Regions from separate parts of the Mus musculus genome. Here region 1 is linked to region 2. The links are chromatin contacts, called in public Hi-C maps. All regions are on one chromosome and are shown on one strand. Each heading gives the region's core, a stretch centred on a gene start, on an enhancer-like site or on the middle of the called end of the contact. The rest is flanking DNA. Distances are from core to core; before and after follow the strand shown. Region 1 holds the start of Ube2l6 (ubiquitin-conjugating enzyme E2L 6). Region 2 overlaps Zc3h15 (zinc finger CCCH-type containing 15).

Evidence for each region. Hi-C and Micro-C count contacts between places; a contact is called where the count stands out from the background.
Region 1: a contact with region 2 is called in a Hi-C map of B cells, with 6 read pairs. The contact joins the promoter of Ube2l6 here to the enhancer-like site in region 2. A contact is called at or near these places in 5 of 39 promoter capture datasets (cranial neural crest, liver, neutrophils and 1 more), 2 of 484 Hi-C or Micro-C datasets (B cells and brain), 1 of 115 datasets of contacts at active chromatin or transcription factors (astrocytes) and 1 of 9 other capture datasets (liver).

Annotation. Positions count from the first base shown.
Region 1 is chr2:84,796,511-84,801,490 of GRCm38.p6, reverse strand. Ube2l6 (ubiquitin-conjugating enzyme E2L 6) reads right to left here and starts at 2,663. Exons shown (of 4, transcript NM_019949.2): 1 at 2,559-2,663. The coding sequence starts at 2,585.
Region 2 is chr2:83,646,194-83,651,087 of GRCm38.p6, reverse strand. The region is part of intron 1 of Zc3h15 (zinc finger CCCH-type containing 15); the gene reads right to left. Among named protein-coding and RNA genes, the nearest start is that of Zc3h15, 4.1 kb to the right of the region's middle. Within about 2 kb of position 1,812, at least 17 of the 459 cell types and tissues checked have an H3K27ac peak or open chromatin away from gene starts, as enhancers often do. A contact at or near this core is called in B cells, where this site is marked.

The DNA.
Region 1 (4,980 bases), core at 1,414-3,913, 1.1 Mb before region 2:
AAGTCCACGCTGATGAAACATCCTAGCTACAGAGAATGATCTGGTCCCAAATGTCAACAGAGAGAAAGTTGAGAAAGGCCTGTGTACATGCAGGTAGAAAGTTCCCCTAAGCCAGGGGCTTGGGGGTGGGGTCCTTCACTGCTGTGCATCATCTGTACTCTGACCCCCAAGTATATAAGCACGCCACACTCCCATTCATCACTAAACCCATCTTCCATATGTAATCACACTAACAAATGGCTTCTCATGCCTTCTACCTACAGCCATGACCATTCATTGCCTATTCTATCTTACCACAAGCATAACCCATGCCATAGCTTGGGCAAGAACAAAGGCTTAGGTATAACATAGATCTTGAATGGACATTTTTCTGGGCTGAAGATGCAGCTCAGTTGGTAGAGTGTTTGTCTAGCGTGCACAAAACCCTGGGTTCAATCCTCAGCACTGTACAACACTTGATAAAGCAGTGCACATCCATGATCCCATGTCTTAGGGAATGAGATGGAGGCATAAGAATCCTGAAATTAAGCTGGTGAGATGGCTCAGTGGGGAGGTGCACTTGTTGATCTTCCAGAGGACTTGGGTTCAATTCCCAGCACCCACATGGTGACTGATGACTGTCTCTAGCCCCAGTTCCAGAAGATCTAATGCTCTCATTTGCTTCTGCTAGGCATGCAGGTAGTTAACAGATATATATGCAGGCAGGACATCCATACACATAAAATTAAATTAAATGATTTTTTAAAAATTAAAGGCCATTGTTAGCTGCATATCAAGTTTAAGACCAATCTGAACAACACAAAATGGTATTAAAAAAAAGTACCGAAGGGAAATTTTCTCTCTTAACACTTGAATTTTCTGTGTTTTGATGAATTCTGACGAACTTTCCATGATTGCTGAAACCCACACCAGTGCACACAGCTCCTCCCAAAGCCAGCTAGTAAGTCACCTGACTTAGGAGAAATGAAAGTGAAGGCAAACAGGCAGGAAAAGCCCTGTGAGTTAGACTCTTATCAGTCTGGGCTCAAATTCCAGCCCCATTACTTCTGCAGAATATCACTGGCCAGCCACGTTACTCTCCCTGATGTCTCAGTTTCCTCTTCCATGAAATGGGAAGACACAGTTATCTCACAGTTGTTCTAAGAGTTAAATAAAACAAACTGCCTGGTGCTGACAATTCCGGAGCAACAAAAGCCAGTCTACCTTTTAGCGTTGAGGTAGCAAATTACCCTTTGCCCCATTTAGTACCAGCCTAAAACCAACAAAGTTTAGTTCTGTTTTGGGTCTGCTCTGGACTTCTCCATCTCAAAAGAATTTTCTTTTTGAAAGATGAGGCCAGCTGGGTGGCACACGCCTTTAATCCCAGCACTGGGGAGGCAGAGGCAGGCGGATTTCTGAGTTCGAGGCCAGCCTGGTCTACAAAGTGAGTTCCAGGACAGCCAGGGAAACCCTGTCTCGGAAAGAAAGAAGGAAAGAAAGAAAGAAAGAAAGAAAGAAAGAAAGAAAGAAAGAAAGAAAGAAAGAAAGAAAGAAAGAAAGGGAGAGAGAGAGAGAGAGAGAGAGAGAGAGAGAGAGAGAGAGAGAGAGAGAGAGAAACATGAGGCCAGCAACCATCCCTTCTGTCTCCTGAGGAAGCCTTCCCCTCAATTCTGCAGACTAGAGGAGCACTTCGGGGAGACTCAAAGCCTAGCGGTACCAGCCCTGGCTCACGAGCATTTCTCCTCCACGATCTCTAATCCTGGCTCCATTCAGCGGTCTAGACATTCCTAAGGAAACTGCCCTTTTTTCATTCTTTCAGATAGTACCAAATAGTGTCTCATAGAAATGAACGTTCAAACGGAACAAGATTTCTGTTCCTTTTCTGCTCCTGCTGCCTGGCACTGGGCTAGTACAAAGTAGGCGTTTAGTAGCTGGAGCAGGACTGCATACAAATAACCTACTCAGAGCATAAATTGTTACTTCTCATCCAGGAACTAGTCTGTACGTTTTATTTCACGGTCTGTCCATTCACCACCCCACCGCCCAACATCACTCTTCTGTGGCCTCGGGTAATGTAGGTATCAAATTATGGGTGTATCCACTAGGCGGAGCAACAGAGCCCTTCCTGTGCCTTAGATAAGTTCCACTAATAAATTTCCAGCAGAAATTGAAAATGAAACCAGTTTGGAAAGCCCAATACATTGGAAACCATTTGGAAAGACCAGTTCATTCTCGTGGCCAGTACAGCTGATGACAACTTTTTTTGAAGCTGATGACAACTTTTTTTTCCAGACCTTCTCAATCAGGCCCCCTCCCTTCCTCCTCTCTTTCTCCCTCCTTCTCGCGCGCGCGCGCGCGCACACACACACACACACACACACACACACACACACCGCGCCTTTCTCCTCCCATTTCTCCATTGGGAAAAGGTGAGGATACCTGAGTTTCAGCCAGCCCTGGTACCCAAATAACAAAAAAAGCTCAGAGAGCAAGGGGGCAGGGGAGGGTTAGGGCAGGGCGGAAAGGTTAGGGCAGGGCGGGAAGGGGCACAAGGAAAGGGTCATCCTACATAGGCTTACTTTCGCCACTCGCTTGCTGGCCATCATCTCGGGTTGGAGCGTGGGGCACCAGCAGATTCCAGCAGGACACCGCTCTCTGAACTGCAGCTCCCGAGCCCCGCCCACGCTCCACTCCACCCACACCGACTCTAGCTGCAAAGACCTGCTCCCCACCCCTTTGGTGGATATCTGGAGGCTGCAGTCGAGTGCCCAGCTTGGCGATCTCGTATCTCAGCAACTCATGCTCCTTGCAGATCAGAGACTACGTCGGTGGAGCGCACTGCTCCTCTTGGTTCCTGCATCTTGCGGGGTACATCTCGTAGAAGCCAGGATGGGATTCATCTCCAGCCTCTGTCAGCTCCCCGGACGCTGAGAGCAAACTCGCCCAAAGCACAGATGAGATACTCTTGATGCAAAGTAGCTCCGGGGCAGGGCTCTCTGCGACCTCCGCAATGGAATTGTGAACCTACCACCTCTAAAGAAAGTCTCAGAATCCTGGGCCAAGTCACTTTGCCTTTGTGGGTTCAGTGCTCCGTTCTAAAAGAGAGTGGGGGGGGGGGGGTCAGTATAGACTTTATGTCCTCCGAGGACCGCTCCCTGAGTGGTACAGTCCAGCAGATGGGCAGAAACGCAGCGATGCTTCTTTTAGGTTGCTTGGTGCCCGAGCACCACTAGAGGACGCTGTTGGACTCATTCGCTTTTATTTTGGGCGTTCTGTGTTTTACTCTACTGAACACATAGAAAGTGTCTGCTGTGTGGCAATTTGGGAAAACGATGGGTGGCTGAAGCCTCGAGATAGATTTCAGGAGCCTATTATATTTTATCACCAACTGATTACAAACTATGGAACTACTGTGTGTCCAAATGAACAGCCAAGAAGTCTCTAGCCCTCTGCGCAAGAGTAAAGACCCCCCTCATCCCAGCTCAAGTCGAGGCCAAGGTGTAATAGCAGCCCCCAGCCTCTGGAAGAAGTTCTAGAGTTAGAAGGGAATCCACCTACCTGCCTCACCCATTCCAGCCCAGAAATTAGCATATTTTGAAGCCCAAGATTTTGACCCAGTAGGTCACATGATTTTTATTTTCCTGTCCAGGAACCAAATATCTGCTCTGCTTACATATAGGATGTGCTTGAAAAATGATTCTGGGGCTGGAGAGATGGCTCAGCAGTTAAGAGCATTGACTGCTATTACAGAGGTACTGAATTCAAATCCCAGTAACCACATGGTGGCTCACAACCATCTGAAATGAGATCTGACGCCCTCTTCTGGTGTGTCTGAAGACAGCTACAGTGTACTTACATATAGTAAATAAAGTAAATCTTGAAAAAGAAAAAAAGATTCTGGGTTCTTTTTTCAGTTCAATAACTTTAACCAGATACCTTCTAAATGCCAGCAATAAGCAGGACACCATCAGCAATCCCTAAATATAGTTTGGAGATAAGGGCATTTGAACCCATTTCTGGTTAGTAGTCTTAGTTAACACCAAGTGCCAGGTACTATCGATGGAACACATCAGATGGAGAAATTGTGGTGTTTGTCCTCTGAGGGGCTCTCAAGCAGTTGAAACACAGAGAGAAAATTTCCCTTCAGTATTTTTTACTTATTTATTTATTTATTTATTTATTTTCTATATATGAATAAATTGTAGCTATCTTCAGACACACCAGAAGAGGGCACCAGATCTCATTACAGATGGTTGTGAGCCACCATGTGGTTGCTGGGAATTGAACTTAGGACCTCTGGAAGAGCAGTCAGTGCTCTTAACAATTGAGCCATCTCTCCAGCCCCAGTATTTTTTTTTTAAATACCATTTTGTGTTGTTCAGATTGGTCTTAAACTTGATATGCAGCTAACAATGGCCTTTAATTTTTTAAAAATCATTTAATTTAATTTTATGTGTATGGATTCCTGCCTGCATATATATCTGTTAACTACCTGCATGCCTAGCAGAAGCAAATGAGAGCATTAGATCTTCTGGAACTGGGGCTAGAGACAGTCATCAGTCACCATGTGGGTGCTGGGAATTGAACCCAAGTCCTCTGGTCCTCTGGAAGATCAACAAGTGCACCTCCCCACTGAGCCATCTCACCAGCTGAACCTTTAATTTCAGGATTCTTATGCCTCCGTCTCATACCCTAAGACATGGGATCATGGATGTGCACTGCTTTATCAAGTGTTGTGCAGTGCTGAGGATTGAACCCAGGGTTTTGTGCACGCTAGACAAACACTCTACCAACTGAGCTGCATCTTCAGCCCAGAAAAATGTCCATTCAAGATCTGTGTTATACCTAAGCCTTTGTTCTTGCCCAAGCTATGGCATGGGTTATGCTTGTGGTAAGATAGAATAGGCAATGAATGGTCATGGCTGTAGGTAGAAGGCATGAGAAGCCATTTGTTAGTGTGATTACATATGGAAGATGGGTTTAGTGATGAAAGGGAGTGTG
Region 2 (4,894 bases), core at 563-3,062:
CTCATTTTATGATCAGCACTTATGGTGATCCTTAGCTCTATACCTCATATTTGGCAAGTATGTTGAACAAAAGACCTTAGAAAGGATTTCAGATAGGTAAGGATGTATGCACAGTTTTAGGGGGCTATAATATTATATATCTATCAAACTTTAAGTGAGACTTTATTTGGAAATAAGTTTTTGTGGATATAATGGTCAAATAACGTCATATTGAAAAAAGGCAATGCAAAGACAGCAGAGGATTAACACAAACACCAGTTAAAGAATACCAAAATTTGCTAGATGACATCAGAAACTAGGAAGAAGCCAAGGACTTTCTTCCCTTGTGGCCTTCAGAATGGAAACATGACCATGTTGACACTTAGGTTGGGAAAATAAATTGCTTTGTATTAGTTTTTGGGTAATTTGTTACAGCAACCCAAAGAAACCACCAATACAGTGAGATCTGCCCCAGCATGAATGGGTGATACTGCTATCTGAAATCTCTTTCATTTATTTAGTTTCATTTCTCTGCAAGGATCTGGCTAGGGGATTAATAAGCTTGACTGTAGGGCAGGGAAAGAAACAGGTAGTGGACGGTTATCTTTTAAGATTATGGCATAGATCCATTTGTGGACATTCCCAGGCCCATTTTGGTCTTTTTCGTGTGTGTGTGTGTGTGTGTGTGTGTGTGTGTGTAATGGGGTGGGATAAGGTAAAGGGCAAGTCTTAGTATGTAGCCCAGGAGAGCCACAGTTCCCTGAGTGTTTGGATAACAATAAGCACGGGCCACACGACACCAGGTTTCAGTCTCGCATTTTAACCATTTTCCCCATAGCCTCCGTGCCTAGTGTTTGAGAAGAGAACGCCTCTCCATCCCTCTAATGAGTATATACACCTGTTGTGGTAGAGTTGTCTTACAGAGTGGAAGTGGGTATTAACTACTAGCCACTCTAACATCTTTATTCAAGTTTTCAGCCTCTCACTTTCTACACTGTGTAGTATCACCTATCCTTGTTTTCCAGAATTCTACAGAGAAAGTTTACTTCACAACAGAGAGCACTCAGTCCTGCCTGCTGTTCCAAATCATTTACCAACTCAGCCATGAGCTGCCGACCTTAATATGTAGCTCAATGTTACAGATAGCACCAAATCTCAAAACAAAATCTGTACATTCTCTTGCTTATGAATGGTTTCACATGAGGCAAAAAAGTATTCTGAATGAAACTTGAGATCCTCTGAAAAGCATTTAGTCTGAAATAAAACTATCAAAAGAACTGTCTGAAGCCATAAAGCATACTCTTAAAGCATCGTAAACTCAATACTGCCTTTCAATGTTTTTAACAGTAAGAAGCTCAATGCTGTTTTGATTCTAAAGGTGATTATTCACTGGTAAATACTGCTTCACTCATTACCACTGACTTAACTTTTCTAAATATCTGCCTTCGGTTTTTTTACTATGTATGTATGTATGTATGTATGTATGTATGTATGTATGTGTGTGTGTATTTTTGAGGCAGGGTTGCTCTATGTAGCTCTGACTGTTCTGAAACTCAGTCTGTAGACCAGACTGGTCTTGAACTCAAGAGATCTGATTGCCTATGCTTCCCAAACACTGGGATTGAAAGCATGTAAGACTGCCAGGCCTGCCTCATGTTTTAGTACCCTAGCATGGTATTAGAAATTATACATGCATATTCTAAAGTTTATGAGTATGAAAAAAGGAAACACATTTACAAGCTGAAATTGTTTGGATCAAGCTATTCCCTGTTTGTACAAAAGCTCAATATTCTAGCTGATTCCCAGGTAAAATGGTCAAGGTTCACGTGTCAGATGGAAGGGCTACAACCAAGTATGAAATGTTCTACATTTTTTGTACAGTAATGAGCTACAGGAGCGAAAAAGGAGACCCGAGGTAAAACAAGATGACCAAAGTGCATCAGCACCTATAAGTACTTTGCCCTATATGCAAATACAGAGAAGCAGTAAACCGTGACGAAACAAGACCAAGCAGATACGGACACAGAAAGATTTAAACAAGGACAAAAAGGGGGTGGAGGTTGCACACAGGGACCTGGCAGCTCGAGAGCAAAGTATTTCCAACAGTAGTTTCTAGGAGAGGTATAAACTTCCAGATCTGAAAAGGGAAAACAACAAACGAAGCAGCAAGCTTCGAGGTTTAATCTCACTGCTTTAGTATGTAATCAACTATTTCTCTCAATTGTGAGCATAGAAACTTTGACATGTTTCAAAGTTCTATTTAAGAACATAACTTTGCTGGGTAACTGTGCTATAGGAAAAGTAAGTCCAACTTCAACTTTCTGAATTAGAAGATTTACAACAGTGAAGCACTATACAAAGTGGTTGAGAGCAAAGACTTGGGGCCCTACTTGCTGGGTTTAAACCTGGCTTCCTGATTGCCAGTTCAGTAACCTTGGACAATGTATTTAATCTTTGTGCCTGTTCTCAGTTGCATAAAAGGTACTAATACTTATCTGAGACAAATAAAGCAGCTTTGCATCATTTATACATGGCTTTCCCTTTGTCGTCACAGTATTGAGAAACTGAGAGCTGACTACCTGCCAACTAAAAATGATCTTTTTGAGCATATTTGATCTAAGCTCTTCCCACCACCAAAGCCTATGTTTTTTTTCAGAGCCATTCAGGTGAGAATGGTTTACCAAAAGCAGCCCCTCTCCCCCCAAGCCCCCACATGGATCCCATGCTGTCCTTAAACTGAATATATAGCTGAAGATGACCTTGAACCTGATTTCCTTGCTTCTATCTCCACAGTGCTAGAATTACAGAAACATTCCCACAGCCACCCAGTTCCTGCCGTCCTATAGAGTAACGTGGGGCTTCATGTGTGCTAGGCATGCATTCTAACTGAGCTACACCCCCAGTTACAAAGTCTTCTAAACAGAACATACTGAAATAACACTAGTACATCTTAAAAGTTGGATGGTTTACAACCTAAATTATCAATAAAGCCTTTCCCTGGGCTTGGGAAAAAATTTTACCTAAAAGTTGGCACAGGTTTAGGAGTGGGAAAGTATTAGGTAGGAAAGGGAGGTTAGAGTGAATCCGAAACTACAAAATAACTGAATGTATAAGGTTTCAAAAGTTACAGGGAAAAAGGGTGTATTTCAGTGGATGAATTCCGAAGACGATTGAAAAGGAGCTCAGAAGAGGCTGTAAGGAAAGGACTGCTTCCCTCTCCACATACCTAATTGTAGTCTTAACAACCCTGACCTCCTTTCTCCTCTGACCCTTAAGCAATCCTACTCCTTTTACAGGCCAGCTTCCGCTCCTTAAAGGTATTAAAAACGAAGCAGGAAAAAAGCCAACGCTGACGGTGTTCTTCTCAGGTAAGTAGGTTTTATTACTTGGGACCCTAGGGTAGGCAGAAGCTGACACCGCAATAACTCAGTAGTCCTGTCTCTGAAGACACAACCTAATATATTTTGTTGGCTATTTATGAAACAGAGACACTTTGCAAGTATTCAGCTTCAAGCAATCAACTGTGTACCTCAGAAGAAATTCACCAGCAACTAATAGTTTCTCAGTTCTCTTTACAATCCTGGGTCCTTTCTGCAGTCTAGATTACTATTCTTCAGAGCTGCATGTCCTCAGAGGACATATTTTTTTTTTTTAATCTGCTTGCCCTAAATCCAAACACACCCCCAACCCAAGTCAAGAATTATACTTATTTTTCTTTTGTTCTTTAAGACAGGATTTTGTACTGCACCCAAGGTTGACCTGGAATTCACTATGTAGTCTATGCTTGCCTCAAACTTGAAATCCTTGTGCCTCAGCTGCGATTACAGGCTCTGCTTAGTCTACGATCAGAATTTCTGTTGCTCAAAGCTGATTTCAAAGTATTATTCTGGCTGTAGGTAAACAAATGTTATATACTGTTTGGGAACAATATGTGAATGGAGAATAAAACTTCAACTTTACAATACTATGTGATATATTCATTTCAAGGAGAAAATACATACTCATAGTAAATCCATGATATCCCAGACAGCTTAAAAGAATAATAGGAAACACACATAATTTTCTTTTGTTTGTTTTATATGAAATTCAACTCAGAAGCCACAATATAAACTCACTGCATAGCTCCAAAAGTTGTCAAGACATGCTACGGTGTTAGAGAAATTATAAAATAAACCAAACTAGGCTTAATTCTATTACTGCATGTATTAGGATAATTTTAATCAATACTTTCTTTAAATGCACTTATCTTATTTGTTTTGCTTTTTTTGAAACTGGTTTCTCTGTGTAACAGAGCCCAGGCTGTCCAGGAACTTGCTTTGCAGACCAGGTTTGCCTAGAACTCTAAGATATCTACCTGTTTCTGCCTCCCCAGTAGGATTAAAGGTGTATGCCACCATGTCAGCATTAATGAATGTATCTTTGGAGATGTCTTCACTAATGAAAGCTAAAGTTGAGTTCTCTTTACTTCAAAAACAAAAATATTGCAACCACTAAAGAAACCAACCAACCAACCCTTCTTGACTAAGACTGTACAGAGCAGTGGTAGAATTCACCCCTAGAATGTGATGCCTTGGGTACAACCCCTAGAAAACCAACGAAATCTTGTTAGAGATGAAGGAAGACAAAATATATTCATGATTTTTAGGGCTAATAGACTATTATAAATAACTTTAATTTTGCTGTTGTCTTTCGATCGAGACAGGGTTTCTCTGCGCAGGCCCAGAGTCCTGAAACTTACTCTGTAGACCAGGCTACTCTTGAATTCAGAGCTCTACCTGCCTCTGCCCTTCTGAGTGTCATCTCCACTGTCAGGTGACAAAAATTAACGAAACAAAAAACCCTTTAGTCTCATTAATTAAAAGTGGTTATAGGTCCAAGTGGCCTGAAATACATTCTATAATGTTTTGTAACATTT